Regions from separate parts of the Mus musculus genome. Here regions 2 and 3 are each linked to region 1. The links are chromatin contacts, called in public HiChIP or PLAC-seq and promoter capture Hi-C maps. All regions are on one chromosome and are shown on one strand. The core of a region is the stretch at or near the end of the contact, and the rest is flanking DNA. Distances in the headings are between cores, read along the strand shown.

Region 1 (2,624 bases), core at 78-2,577:
ATTTCTGTCATTCATCACTGTGTATACTAGGCTGGTTAGCCTGTGAGCTTCCAGAGAGTCACAGATGTGCACTATTGCACCCCACTTTACATGGGTCCTGGGGACTCAAACTCAGCAAGCACTTTATCTGCTGAGCCACTTTTCCAGCCCTGACTAAAATTTACTTATTTATTTTTACTGATTTTAAATTTCATTTATTTATTTATTTTTGAGACAAAGTATCACTCTGTAACCCAGGCTGGCCTCAGACTCATAGCGACTCTTTTGCTTCAGCAGGAAGGATTATAGGCTATCTTTAAATTTTAAAGCACATGCATATACATACATACACACACATATATATGTATATATAAATACAATAATGTATAACAAAACCAGTAGTTTCCAGGACTAACGGCTAAAAGAGGTTATTTTCACGCTACTGGAAATTTAGGCTACTGGAATTCCTCTGGTGAGGTTAATGGGTCCTGGGAATCGAGCTGTAACTACTCACTGCTCTTGTATGGCCATACAGCTACCTGGTTTCTTGTCCAATATTTGATACCAAATTAATTTTAGCCAACTGTCGATTATCATGGCCTGACGACTGGACAATATGTCAAACAGCATCCCCACACTTGACGCTCCTGGTGTGTGTGTATACAAAGAATTATCGATGAGATGAAAGGTAACGTTGTTTTTACTCAAAACTAATAAATGCCAAGGCATTTGAACGTATGAACTAACAACTTCTATGGCACACACACACACATTTCTCATTCTGTTCATCTTTCCAGATGGAATGACTTGAAAGGCATAAAGCGTGACCGTGGGTTCCTCCTGAATCTTCACAGGTGCCCAGGGAGCAGCCACTCCACTGTGGACTTCGATGGCTGGGAATGCTGGAAGCTGATGAGCAGCCGTGTTGCAGACTTCACGGTCTCTGTGCCCTGGTTTATATAAAAAGCTTTATGGTTTATTTCTAAAAGATCCCGCCACCATTTAAAAAATTAAGAGAAAAGGTGAAATATTGGAAACTTCCATTTTAAATAGCTCTTCAAAAATATTTCAGAAAATATTTAGAGGTACTCAATGTTGGGTACAAAAACGTCCGGTTTCTCGAGATTTGAAAGGTTTAAGTTAAAACTGTCAAACTCTGTAACCGAGAGCGTCTGGCAAGTTTTGATTATGGCTCCTTACTACATCCTAGTTGCACTTAGAACAGGTTTCGTTTCCTGTACTCACTCTTTTCGAGATGCCTTCTATGCCCCAATGGTCTGCACGCCCCTGGAAACTCCAAATGTTCAAGTTCAAATGGTTTCTCTTTTCCCTTCCCAGTGGGATTGACGCTTTGCCACACCTCCCAGAATCCTCCTTAAAGATGCACTCTGGGAAATGTAGTTTCATCGCTACAGCGCACGTAGGGGTGGTTGGGTAAGTGGAAATCTGACACACTTCCCAGCAGTCTCAGAGAGATTACCGATGCACTCTGGGAATTGTAGTTCAACTTTTAGGCCGGGAGCTTGTAACCTTGGGTTGCAAAGTTAACCTTATAAAGCATATAGTGAAACCCACCACAAACAAATAGCTTTAACAGTTTCCAGATCTTCTGGGCTAGATGCTGCTTAGCTGAATTGGTGAGCCCCAGGTTCAGTGGGAGACCCTGCCTCAATGAACAAAGGGGAAAGCCATGGAGGAAGACATTCCATGTCAACTTTACCCTCTACACCCACATACTTTAATGTGCACCCATGGACACACATGTGCCATGTACATATGAACATGAAAAAAAAATCTTTTTTTAAGGTTAGGAGTTCCGGGCTTAGCCGGGCGTGGTGGTGCATGCCTTTAATCCCAGCACTTGGGAGGCAGAGGCAGGTGGATTTCAGAGTTCAAGGCCAGCCTGGTCTACAGAGTGAGTTCCAGGACAGCCAGGGCTATACAGAGAAACCCTGTCTCGAAAAACAAAAACAAAAACAAAAAAAGGAGTTCCAGGCCTGCCTTTAATCCCAGGAGACAGAGGCAGAGCCCTCTGAATTTGAGGTCAGCCCAGTGTACACAGTAGACTCAGGTTATCAGGGGTGCATACTGATACCTTGCTTTAAATAAACGAGGGACTGTGCTTAGGTATATAGACGCTTTAGGTAAAACTCTTACCTTGGTCAATCAGTAGGATCAATCACCATCTAAGACGAATCTCCAGTAAAGCTACTTGGGGCTGCTTTCTTTCTTACTATGGGAGTTGCTTGCTTCTGTGAGAAGCCAGTGCTATTAACCACTAAGCCATTTCCCTAGCTCTTCAAAATATAATTAATGAGACAAAATATTAAAAGTACAGGATACATAAAAAATGCATCTTAATGTAAACAAAATTCTATGGGAGAAAACAAAATAAATAACTGTACACACGGTTGTAAGTGCTGGGGCAGAAGTTAAAGCATGGTAAGAGGAGGAGCGGTTTTGCTATTTTACGTAGGATGGATAGCCTCATTGTTAAGGCAACACTGGAATAAAGAGCTTGACAGAGCTGACAGGAACAGCCAAGTTAGGATTTGTGGGGAGAGACTTGTAGACAGAGTAAAATAAGCTCGTGCAAAGGCCCTGGGGTGGAGATGTGCCTGGCGGGTGTAAAGAAAGGTTAGGAC
Region 2 (2,624 bases), core at 38-2,537, 560 kb after region 1:
CTCCAGCATTCGGTGTGGTTGCTGCTTTATCCTCCTGCAGCCATGCAATCAGGATCGTTGGCACAAAACAGTATTATGTTATAGTTTTAACTTGTATTGTTCTAACTGTAACAACTAGTCATTATTTGATGTTGAGACCGTTACCTCTACATCCAGATGTTTGACATAGTGATGATTTTATTTCAGAGATGATACATGCTTGTTATTAAAAATAAAAACGATAACGGATTGTGAAGATTGGTGACACATGCCTTTAATTTCAGCACTGGGGAAACTGAGGCCCAAGAATTAAGAGTTTGAGTCCAGCGTGGGATGAAAGTGAGTTCGTGATGGCCCAGGAGACACTTTCTTGAAATTGAAAAGTCATAATTTGACAATTCCATGTTCCAAAATAATAACAATAGTACTTCTAGTATAAACTAGTAAAATTTGGGGTAAAATCTACTAGTATGGTTTAGTAATCTTAATCTTAGACCTCTGTGTTTGCTTGACTTGAAATAAAGGGAAAATGCCATCATGCTTTAAAAGTTCCTTTTATGCAGAGATAAGCACAGTTAATTGTACATTTGTTGTAAAAGATGAAATTACATATTTCATGCTTTGAGCATGTAGCAGTTATTTTAGTAACATATGATTAATTGAATTCTGCAGAGACATGAAACAAGGTCTAGTTGACTTCATGGTGATGCCTGAGGAAACTGAGTCTGGATAGTTGCAGTACCATAAGGGTGAGCAAGACGACCAAGAAATGCATGATGCTGTGTTGTTGCTTCCCTAGGCTTTCCCACATTAAGTAAGCTGATTCCAATGTGGAGCCACAATAATCTCATTAAAAGGCAATTCTTACTGCATCAGTCACTCCCACTAGCTTGTATAATATCCTCTGGGAAGCTCAAGTCCCACCAGTGTCCTCTTTTTTATTTATTTGATTTATGTCTAGTGACTTAACCTCAGACCCTGGTGTTTACTTAACTTGAAAGAAATAAAGGGAAGATCCAGTCATGCTTAGTGTTCCTTTCAGCCATAGATAGGCACACTTAGTCCTAGAAGGGCTACAGAGATGTAGAAAGAAGATGGACATTCTCTCCCTCTCCCCTTCCCCCCTCCCCCCTCCCCCTCCCCCTCTCTCCCCCAAGAGTATTTAATGTTTTGGTTGTCTAAGCAAATCTCTTGCAGCTGCAGCTGTTCAGTTCTCTGTTCGTGCCAAGGACCCTTTGTTTATAGTAAGTGCACCCAAGGAATTCTTCTTACACAAGTTGCACTACTTAAGCTTTTTTGCAAGTCTCAGACTTTATCACATCCACAGGGAAGCAGAGCCAGGCTCTTCTTTCTCAACATTCTTTCTGGTCAGAGCAGAATGAAGAGGATTTGATTTCGTGCACAGCAATTCTCAACCTAAGCCTGCTTGTGGTTTCCTCGGGCCTGTTTCTGAACGCACCCAACCCCATGCTGGATGAGGACCCTCAGAGGGGCCTGGGCAATGATGTTTAGTCCATCTGTTGAAGCTTTAAAGTCAGGAGAAATAAAAAAGCCAAAGAAACAGGAGAAATAACTGCAAAGACTGCAGAGGGACAGGAGGAGTGCCAGGCTCATGAGCCACTCAGGACCTCTCAGCACTGTGGGAACAACTAGTTGACACATTTACTCCCCCACCCTTGTTTTTGAACAAACAAACAAAGTCTTGCTATATAGCCTGGGCTAGCCTCAAACTCTTTATCTCCCATCTTTAGCCTCTCAAGTTCTGTGGCTAGAGGAATGCATCACCACACCTCTATTGTAGACCACAGGCATGCCTTTCCTTCCTTGTCTTTTCTTAGTGTGTGGGGTAAGTATGGGGCTGTGTGTGACTGTATGTGTGCCTGCCTGCCACCTCTCTCTCCTGGGAAAGGATCTCTCACTGGCCTAGAGTTCATAGCCTTGCTGGCTGCCAGTGAGTCTATCTTTTCAGTACTGGAATTTCAATCACAGGCCAGCACACCTGTTTGCCACTCTCCCTCCCTCCCTCCCTCCCTCCCTCCCTCCCTCCCTCCCTCCCTCCCTCCCTCCCTCCCTCTTTTCCTTTCTTTTTCTTATCTCTCTAGCCCCTAGACATACTTTTGTTTGTTTGTTTGTTTTTCTTTTTCTTTCTTCCTTTTTTTTTTTTTTTTTTTGGTTTTTCCAGACAGGGTTTCTCTGTGTAGTCCTGGCAGTCCTGGAACTCACTCTGTAGATCAGGCTGGCCTCGAATTCAGAAATCTGTCTGCCTCCCAAGTGCTGGGATTAAAGGCATGTGCCACCACTGCCTGGCTCCTAGACATGCTTTTAAGGCCCATGAATTTTGTTTAAAAATTAGTTATAGGGTCTGGGGAGGTGGCTCAGCAGAGAAGAACACTTGTGGTTTTAGAACCATCCCCAACTCCAGTTTCTGTGAACCAGACTCCCCCTTCTGGGCTCCCACAGGCCCCTGGCACACATGTATGCACATACAGGCAAAATATACACATAAAATGAGATAAATAAATCTAAAAATACTTTTCAAAAATTGATTATCACAAGCTGGATATGCTGGTGCATGCTTTTAATCCCAGCAGTCAGGAGGCAGAGGCAGAGGCAGAGGCAGAGGCAGAGGCAGAGGCAGAGGCAGA
Region 3 (2,624 bases), core at 83-2,582, 520 kb after region 1:
TGAGTAAAAAGCTGTAAGTGTGACGCAGATGTGTCAAAGGGCAGAGTTCCCCAGCTCAGACAGGTGCACGTGTACAGGTGTGCTCCTGAGTCAGCACAGGTGCCACTTCAGAAGGTCATAAGCTCTGCTCTGTGAGACCACGGGCAAATGTCACATGCACTCCCTGGCCTCAGAAGTCCCCAACATGCATAGCCAGTGTCTGTCTCTTCACCTCCTTCTGTCACTAGGACACAAAGGCAATCCAATCTTGGTGGACAGGGGAGTCATTTTCAGCTATGTCCGTTAAAAAGAAAGCAGGTTTCCACACACGGCTTGGCTTGCAAATTAAGGGAGGGATAGATGGATTTTGCTGTCTCGTTATTTTGTAAAAACCGTACTGACCCAGACAGACCCTACTTTAAGCCTTATCAAGAAATGAAGAGAGGACCAGAGGCAGAAGAGTTAGGCTAATTCAACTAAGACACTAGATGTGATGATCCTGGGAGCCCAGACACTGTCCAGCAGCTCACACAAGACTTCAAATGCAACTCAAAGTTAGCGTGTGTGTGTGTGTGTGTGTGTGTGTGTGTGTGTGTGTGTGGACTAGCCCATGAGAATCAGCTTCCTCGCTCTTTTGCACTCTCTCCCCTCATTCACCTCACCCCCACCCCCCACCCCTGGGTACCACATAGGTCCCAGGTCATGAGGAATGGTGACTGTCTCTTAGTCCCAGGAAAGAGTTCTAAGTTAATAAGAATCCAGAATGGAAAATGACAAGAGGATTCCTTATAAAGGCTATGCTAAGACTCCAACACCAACCGAAGAATGAACTTCTACTGCTAAGCTAACCTGAGAGTTTATGGAAATTTGTTCTGCAAATGGAACTTGAACCAAGCACATGCCTTTCTCGGTCTGGAGGAGTCCCCGGGCTAAGGAAGCTGTGGTTCATTTAGACCCTCGTCTGTTTACTCTCCTACACAGACACTAGCACACCTTACACCTAAAATGGAGTCGCGCTAGCAAAAGCTAAAAACACCGCAGTTTCCTTTCTTTCACACAATAGGTGAACAAGTATTTACTAAACACTCTAAGCCACGGGCGAGAAGTCAGGCAAACAGTCCTGTTCTCCTGGGCAGCAGCCAGTAAACAAATATGGCTGATCTCAGTGAGCTGGGGCCTTGGGAGTAAGAAGTGATAATGAAGCGCATGAGAAAGAAGATGTCTAGGAGGCTCCAGAGGCAGAAGAGACAACGCGACAGAGACTGAGTGTGAGAAACCAGGAGCCGCTGCCCTCGGACACTGTGTGTGGAGTGTAGGCTTCCGGATAACTGGCTGAGACACGGGTGACAACTGCTGAGGGATTCCTCTGGAAACCTGATAGCAAAGCCCAGCCTTAGCACGGCACCTTCACAGGGAGGGTCAGTATGTTAGGAACGCGGAGATAACTGTTAAAAAGACTAATTCTGAGGCCCACCTTAAACCCACCACTTCCTTCCCAAGTCTATGGGAATGTCAGGAATCTTGTGCTCCGGCCTCCACAAACTATACATGGCTAAAATGCTATGCAGCCAAGCCTGGGCCAGCAGTGGGTTGTCGGGCTTAAAGAGCTCAATTTGCCATACACTTAACATCTGAGGTCGGACAGCTGCAAAGGGCATCTTGGGGTTTTTTTGTTTTAAATCTCACTTTTTTTCCCCATTCAATGTTTTTTTAAAAAACCTCTTCTCATACCCTTAATAGAAAGGGAAATGGGGTGGGAATATATACAGGAACAAAGCCAGGGTGCTGCCAGGGTACTTGAGCCTTCTCCTAATTGGGAGTTTTTAACAAAAATAGAAAAGTCTTCTCTGGCCGGGCGCGGTGGCGTGTGCCTTTAATCCCAGCACTGGGGAGGCAGAGGCAGGTGGATTTCTGAGTTCGAGGCCAGCCTGGTCTACAGAGTGAGTTCCAGGACAGCCAGGGCTACACAGAGAAACCCTGTCTCGGAAAAAAAAAAAAAAAAAAAAAAAAACAGAAAAGAAAAGAAAATTCTCCTCTGGACTTGCTCTGGCCCATCCTTCGTTTTTTTTTTTTTTTGCAAAGGCTTAAGCACTTGTCTTCAGCCGTTGGCATGCCTTCTCAGAGTGCATCCTCTGAAGCAAGGAGATCCCATAGTGCACATCACAGGAAGACACGCAGGGCACCTGCCCCATAGCGGGCAGACTTTTCTGCCTTTAACAACACTGACAGCTCCCTTAAGAACAAGAAACAACGTTTTCCCCGCAGGGCAGATTCCCCAACCTCCCACCCCCAAATGGTCTCACCTCCCAGAATGACTGACTACATAGAGTACCATATCTGCTTTGTGACAAGCAGCAGTGGCATGCCTTCCCTGCCAGGCTGCACGGCCATCCTCTATGTTACACTAGCTGTCAGGACACCAACAGGCTCTATCTTACCTTCTGGATGAGGGACAAGCCCCACCAGGGGCTTTCTGCACACAGGTATGATCACAGGTATGGAAGACTCTAGTCACAGACTGTTATGGAGATAGCCATGGGTTTGAGGCTTTGGGGCCAGGAGGTCTGGGTTAAGTGCACAGCCTGCTAGAGTTCCTCCTAGAATGGACCTCCAATGAGCAGGACACTTGTGTAACCCCTCTGAAG

The links. Promoter capture Hi-C pulls out the DNA fragments that hold promoters and counts their contacts. HiChIP or PLAC-seq counts read pairs in DNA pulled down with a chosen protein or histone mark.
Region 2: a contact with region 1 is called in a promoter capture Hi-C map of embryonic stem cells, with 5 times the contacts expected there. The contact joins the enhancer-like site here to the promoter of Nudt13 in region 1. A contact is called at or near these places in 7 of 39 promoter capture datasets (the 3T3-L1 cell line, cranial neural crest, embryonic stem cells and 4 more).
Region 3: a contact with region 1 is called in an H3K27ac HiChIP or PLAC-seq map of extraembryonic endoderm stem cells, with 6 times the contacts expected there. The contact joins the enhancer-like site here to the promoter of Nudt13 in region 1. A contact is called at or near these places in 3 of 39 promoter capture datasets (cranial neural crest, liver and stem cell-derived epiblast-like cells) and 4 of 115 datasets of contacts at active chromatin or transcription factors (embryonic stem cells, epiblast stem cells, extraembryonic endoderm stem cells and 1 more).

The regions. Positions count from the first base shown.
Region 1 is chr14:20,293,393-20,296,016 of GRCm38.p6, reverse strand. It overlaps Nudt13 (nudix (nucleoside diphosphate linked moiety X)-type motif 13), which reads right to left and starts at 1,327. Exons shown (of 9, transcript NM_026341.3): 1 at 1,225-1,327.
Region 2 is chr14:19,736,949-19,739,572 of GRCm38.p6, reverse strand. The region is part of intron 3 of Gm29899 (a long non-coding RNA gene); the gene reads right to left. Among named protein-coding and RNA genes, the nearest start is that of Nid2, 13 kb to the left of the region's middle. Within about 2 kb of position 1,287, at least 61 of the 459 cell types and tissues checked have an H3K27ac peak or open chromatin away from gene starts, as enhancers often do.
Region 3 is chr14:19,773,144-19,775,767 of GRCm38.p6, reverse strand. All of the region lies in intron 4 of Nid2 (nidogen 2), which reads right to left. Among named protein-coding and RNA genes, the nearest start is that of Nid2, 23 kb to the right of the region's middle. Within about 2 kb of position 1,332, at least 23 of the 459 cell types and tissues checked have an H3K27ac peak or open chromatin away from gene starts, as enhancers often do. A contact at or near this core is called in epiblast stem cells and extraembryonic endoderm stem cells, where this site is marked.